Regions from separate parts of the Gossypium hirsutum genome. Here region 2 is linked to region 1. A link is a contact called in public Hi-C data. All regions are on one chromosome and are shown on one strand. The core of a region is the stretch at or near the end of the contact, and the rest is flanking DNA. Distances in the headings are between cores, read along the strand shown.

The links. A called contact is a pair of places that touch in the nucleus more often than the background predicts.
Region 2: a Hi-C map of leaf shows a contact between it and region 1, with 2.5 times the contacts expected there. The contact joins the promoter of LOC107888707 here to the promoter of LOC107888711 in region 1. A contact is called at or near these places in 3 of 34 Hi-C or Micro-C datasets (callus and leaf).

Annotation. Positions count from the first base shown.
Region 1 is chrA09:14,837,845-14,841,140 of Gossypium_hirsutum_v2.1, forward strand. LOC107888711 (probable carboxylesterase 11) reads right to left here and starts at 1,536. Exons shown (of 2, transcript XM_016812887.2): 1 at 221-1,536. The coding sequence starts at 1,026.
Region 2 is chrA09:15,177,198-15,180,493 of Gossypium_hirsutum_v2.1, forward strand. It overlaps LOC107888707 (transcription factor GTE8), which reads right to left and starts at 1,716. Exons shown (of 10, transcript XM_016812884.2): 1 at 1-1,716. The coding sequence starts at 651.

The DNA of each region.
Region 1 (3,296 bases), core at 286-2,785:
AAACATCAAACAAAAGTGAAGATCACAGCATCCCATTCATACTAGGATAAAATTGAACTTAACTAACCCCTTTATTTTCAATCAAATAAATTCATTTACAAAAACAAATACAAATACAAAAAGATAATAAAAAATAATAAAATAAGAAGAAGAAGAAGAAGAAGAAGAAGAAGAAGAAGAAGATCGAAACATTGAATGGTTAAAATGAAGAAATAAGAACCTTGATGGATCACCATGAGCTGCCAACCACGGCTCAACCATGGAAGCCCCAAATGCATCCACAATATGTCTTTGAACTTCGGCCTTGGTAAACTCTGCTCCAACCCCACGAGCCCCACTCCCCATTGACTTACAACACTCGGCTAAATTCGCTTGCTTCCCTAACCAATTCAAGACCTTCAATCCATCGTCAAAAGCAGCCGGATACTTATTCTCCGGCGCCAACCTATAACCAACGGCCACAACTATAACATCACACAATTTCGCTATCCTCCGACAAAAGAAATCGTTGGCGACCGACTCATTGCTCCCACTAACCCAACCCCCGCCGTGAAACTGTAACATTATCGGTAATTTTCGACATTTTTGAGGTTGTGGTGAATAACCTCGATAAACATTATTGTCGGATCTTGAATTTAACCCATCAAGACTGCTTCTTCTCGAATCATTTCTCGGGGTCCCGGTATCAGAAGGAGCATAGCTGTTCCTCCGGTGATTAATGGAATTGGGATCTAATAGGGAGGATCTGAGGTGGGATTTGGGGTGGGATTGTTCGGGAGGGGAAAGAGACGATTCGGGGAGGAAGATCCGAATACAGAGGGCAGTAAACGGGTCAATGTGAATGTCTTTAGTGGCGACACCGTCGGTGAAACAAGGATTGGGAGCGGAAACGGATTCTTCGGGTCGGGTCGTGACACCGTAAGGATTGGAGGATTCGTCAATAGGATCTTGAATCCAGCTTTGCAAACGCTGCTTCAAGAGGAACTTGAAGAATACACTATATAATTTTACAGCTACGCTTGGCATTTCCCTTAAAATTTTTTTTCTAATTTTTACAACAAAAACAAAAGTTCTTTTTAATGTTTTTCGTCGAAAACAACTTCTGGGTATTGATCTTTTCAACGTTTTTTGTTGATGAATTTGCAGAGCCCCGAAATAAATGAAGATGATGCTTTTCCCTTCCCTTTTTTTTTTCTTTCCAATTCTGAGGTTTTTTTCTTCCTTTTTTTATTTTTTATTTTTCCTGTTTTTGGGTTTTTTAAGGTTGAGATAAATTCAAGGTTTTTGGAAGGGGAAAGAAAAGTATGAAACTGTGAAATGGGTTAATTATAGGTTGAAATTTGACATGGGAATTGGGTGATTAGGGTTTATAAAAACTGGGAAATTATGCTTGAAATCTGATACCATATATTTCAATGGCAGACCAAATGGAAGTGTAGAATGAAAGAAAGAAAAGAAAAGAAAAGAAAAGGGAAGCGAAGAAGAGGGCCCTTGGTTGTATGATAGGTTACAATAAGATCATGCAACCAGCAACTTTAATAAGATGTTCTTTTTTATTTGCTTTTAATGATAGGCTGTTAAACTATGAGGTTATTTTAGTGATAAAAATGTTGGAAAATGGGATTAATATACTTTATATATTATATATAGCCTAATGACTTAATTGACCTCTCAAGTGAGAGGTACGAGAATTAGAAAGGTAGATCTAGAATTTGGGCAAGACAAATTAATTGTAAAGTTGATAACTTCTATTGGGAAATGTTACATTTTGAAGTCCCTATCATTGTGTTTAAATAAATTCTAAGTCCTTCCATACCAAAAAAAAAAAAACATAAAACATATATTTAAAGCCTTTATTTCATCATACCTTTTATATTATGATTTAGAATTTTAATTTTATTCTTAAATTTAAAAAAACTATAATTGAATGTTTAAATTATCATTTGTATCAATTAAATTCTTAATAAAAGTATTATAAATGTCTCTGTATTAATAGTTAAATTTTATTTTGGTCATTTTATTAAAAAAAGTAAATTAATCTATATATATTAAACTAAAAAACAAATTAGTTTTTTCAATTAAAATTTTCATCCATTTTCTAAAGTTAAAAATTAGCATGATTAACGAAATAACTAAACAATTATACATGGCATGCCACATATATCTCATGTCGACGTATAAGGACCAGATTTTTAACAATAGAAATAGATGAAATTTTTAATAGAATAATCAATTTACTTTTTTAACTAACGTACAGAAACTAACTTTTTCGTTTTTTTAATAGAGCAAAATACAACCCCACACCTAATACAAGGCCTCCATAATACTTTTACCTCAAATTCTTTTCTAATTAACTAAATTTAATGTAGAACATATTAAATACATATATATTAATTATATAAATAAATTGGTTTTAACTTGGTAAGAAAAATCTCTTAAATTTTAATAACCAATTATCATTTATGTGAAACATATTTATAACATGATATTCAAATTTTAAATATATATTTATTGTATGAATAAATTAGTTTTAACTTGTTAAGAAAATCTTTCAAATTTTAATTATAAAGATTCTTTTAAAAAATTATGTTTCATAGAAAATTTAAACTTATATTTAACCCATAAAAGATATTGACCACTATAATATTAATACTTTGATAATTCAATTAATATATTTTGAATTTCGTGGCTAATTTAAAATTTATATTTTTTTATATTTGAATATTGCAAAAATATATATTAAAATATGTGGTGGAGAAGTTACTTCCAGAAATATGTTTTCTTTTTTAAATGAGTATCTCGACATCTATGAGTATCAAGGTCAGGGCATTGTCAAATCTCTTATAGAATTCGTGCATTGACTATAAGGAGAAAAGTATTGTGAAGAACAATGTAGAAACATCAACATTCATGGGTGCTGAATTCAAAGCAGGCAACATTAACATAGTATTTATTGCTCGTAGGTCCAGCTAACTCATTTAATATAAGGAACTCAACATCTCTGAGTGTTGAAATCCTCTCCTTTAAATTCTCCACCCCTTTCTCTTTTGTTTGCATCGAAAATTCTTAAAAAAAAATAAACCTAACACTCTCCCTAATGGCATTACTTACTTGATTAACATTTTAATGCACTTCTTGTCTCTATCCTTTCAACAAGGCAAGAAGCAACTCTAATATCATTTTAAACATGACCTACGATTAATAAATATCATGTCAATGTTAATTATCTTGAACTTTACACCTATGAGTGTTGAAATTCTCTTTTATAAATTTTTCACCCCATTATTTTTTGTTTT
Region 2 (3,296 bases), core at 466-2,965, 340 kb after region 1:
CTGCTTTATAACAGTAAAGTAATCTGGAATATTCAACTTGACTATATCTACCGGTTGGTTGAAGACCCACCCATACTGATGGCTCATCAGTCGTTTTAGAAGACCCTCACACTGCTTCATCAACATCATATTTGAGGTGTTCGATGCTGAAGCATGTTTTGCAGACTCAGATTTTCCTGAAAAAGTCCGATTAAACGCACGAGCCTTGCCACTCAAAGGATTCCCTTTCTTCCCAGGTCCAGAAGCCATCATGGATGATTTCTGAAAATCCCGTGCGTGAGGTAAAATTTGTCCATTGCTGCAACTAAGAATATCACTGGAAGATGACACAGTAACCCCATTTGTCCTTTGCAACTCAACTTTCTTCTGAAGCATCCGAATCTGCTCCAATTCATGTCTCAACCTATGCATCAAATCCTTTCTTTCAAACTGTGACAATTTTGACAGTGACAGCACTTCCGTACGGACACCAAAGGTGCCAAGTTTATCAGGGTTCAAACTGATACATTTTCTCTGCGGTGCACTTGAATCTTCTGAAGCAGTAAACTCCATATCAATTCTTCCTGAGCTACCAGATCCCTCTGATTCACCAGGAGGCTCATACGGGCCACAGTAATACTCTCCTGCAAACCTATCACGCTTTGCCAACATCTTAGCCAAAGCACCTTTCTTCTTATATCCCTTTATTCAGTGTAAAGGAGCTGCTGACTTAATTGCCGCACTCTGAAGATATCAGCCATAGGAGCAAAATTATCCCATCTGATTTTCTAGAGTAACTATAAATCCACCCTTTAACTACAACTACTAGAGTAAAGGTCAGTAAAAGTTTTAAACAAGTTTAAATCAATTCCCACCGCACTTACCCAAATATAAAATATTTAACCATTGTGAATACTTTCTTGAACTATTTATCTTTTGAAAGACACAAATTCACTAGATTAAACACTAGAGAAGAGAACATTAATAGGAACCAAATTCTCCCATTCCACAGTGAATAAATCCAGATTTAAAATTTTCCCGACGATGGGAAAGGAATTAAACAGCACGAGAATAAATTGAACTTATTCACAGTTCAATTAAAGCAGCTCTTACCTGCATTTACCCAGATCCTGAATTTTATTTACACTACCCATCTTTAGAAACCCCAAATTCACCACATTAATTAAGAAAAAAACCCACCATATTGAACTCTATAAAACACCTAAAAGGCAAGAACGCGAAATTCGCATTTAATAAAATTTCAATCATGCAGGAAAGCTAAAATTGCAAGTAGAAAAACTAGCTTACTGATTTAAATTGAAAATATATAGTATCATTTACTAGATAAAGCCTCAAATCTTTACAACAGAAGAAGCTTGATACAACAAAAACCCTAATCCAATATCAAACCCCTCTCGCCCTAAGAATAAAACCCAAACCCGGATCCAAAAAGAAATCTAAAACCCATAAGAAACCAGTAACAATTACCAGTCTGTCACTGCTCGCTCACTGTTCCTCCTATGTCGAGAACCCTTTCTTCCCTTCCTCAATCGTTTCGCCGACAAAGTAAAAGAGAGAAGCAAAAAAAAAAGGCACAAACAGGAGAAAACTCTAGATCAAGAAACCCTAGAGAAACTAATAATTAATATTCTTAAAATAGAAAGGAAAAATGTTTTATTGAATTTTAAAATTTTGGATCGAAAAAGATTATTGGCGAGATCAGGAAGGGAGTTTAACTTCGTATCTCGTCTCTCTATTTAAAGGGCTTTTGCTTCTTTTGGAGAAATTATGACCGCTAGATTCAGGATGAAAGTCAACGGACGGTTCGATTTAAGATCGATCTCGAACGTCCGCTTTTGGCATGCTGATTTAGCACTATTAATCATTCAAATTTGTTTTTTGTCAATTATTGTTTTAGTCCCTGTACTATTCTAAAATTCAAAATTTATTCCTTCTACTTCAATTTCCCATAATTTTTTTTATGATGTCATTAATAGCACCATTCACACTTACGGGGAAGGCAATAAAGCAGCTGGTGCTCTATGTCGAATGGCTAGTTCCATGCTACCGAATCTTTCAGTTTTCACTTCGCCTTTAAATGAAGGGATTCACGAACTGCATCACAATGTACTTAGGATAGTTCCTTAATTCCCTATTATTTCTCTTATTCCTACCATTAAAGTAATAATATTTTTTTAAAATTATTACTCAATTACACAATCGATGAAAAATCTAGTCAACTAGTAACAAAATTCACATTTTAATCAAATATTTAATTTTTATTTTTTATCTAAAAATTATGTCATAACGACAATAAATAATAGTGTTATCAATTTTAACCTACTAATAATATAATAAAAACAAAGAGATCAAATTATATTAAATTAAAAAAATTAAATTTCAAATTTCAAGATATTATTTAAATAAAAATTAGAATTTTTTTTTTTTGGATAAAAGCTTGTTTTTGTTCTACATAGGTATTATAGAAACCTCACTCAACCTAGGTATAGTCTACCCGACTTTCTACACCCATATACAACATGGCACATAAAAGATTCAACTCTTATCAAATGTCTCAAAGTTCTTGTTTGAGCAAAAATGGTCAACACCACAAACCAATTCACTCTCCGCTATAATATCGCATATGGTATCCAAGATCATGTAATCTATAATTTAATCCTATAAACACAACATTTCATTCGTAAAGTTTGACACTTGAAAAAACTCAAATCACTTTTGTACATGTTTTAAAGGTTCGACTAAAAAAATGATAATCTCTCTCTTTTTCTCTTCATGGATAACAAACCATGAAAAGTTAAACAAAAATATGAAGTCAGTCCCGTCAACAAAGGCTATGTTCATCTAGGCTATGTTCATCTCTAACCTTGATAAGATAGTGACTATCAAATTTAGGCATGATGAGCAATTGACTCATGTTAGATGTAATATCCCGAATTAGGGCCTAATCGGAATAGTGGTTTCAGGACCACAAATCCGAGATAAAATGTAATGACCCAAAATTCACGGGCATCGGAAAAGTATAATATCGGGCCTCCGTCTTAGTAAATTGAGTTCGAAAATAATTATTAGAAATATTTACTAGACTAGTTGTGTGTTTAATTAGGTTTTAGATCGATGAATTTAGCTTAATTATGAGTAATTAGCAAAAAGGATTAAATTGCAATAGAAGTGAAAGTTAATTATAGATTAAAGGAAAATAATAGGGACCAAATGGGCAATTAAGCCACATTTGGAAGTTGAGGCGGCATAACATTGTAAAAATCTTAGATTTTTATATTATTATTTATATAAATATA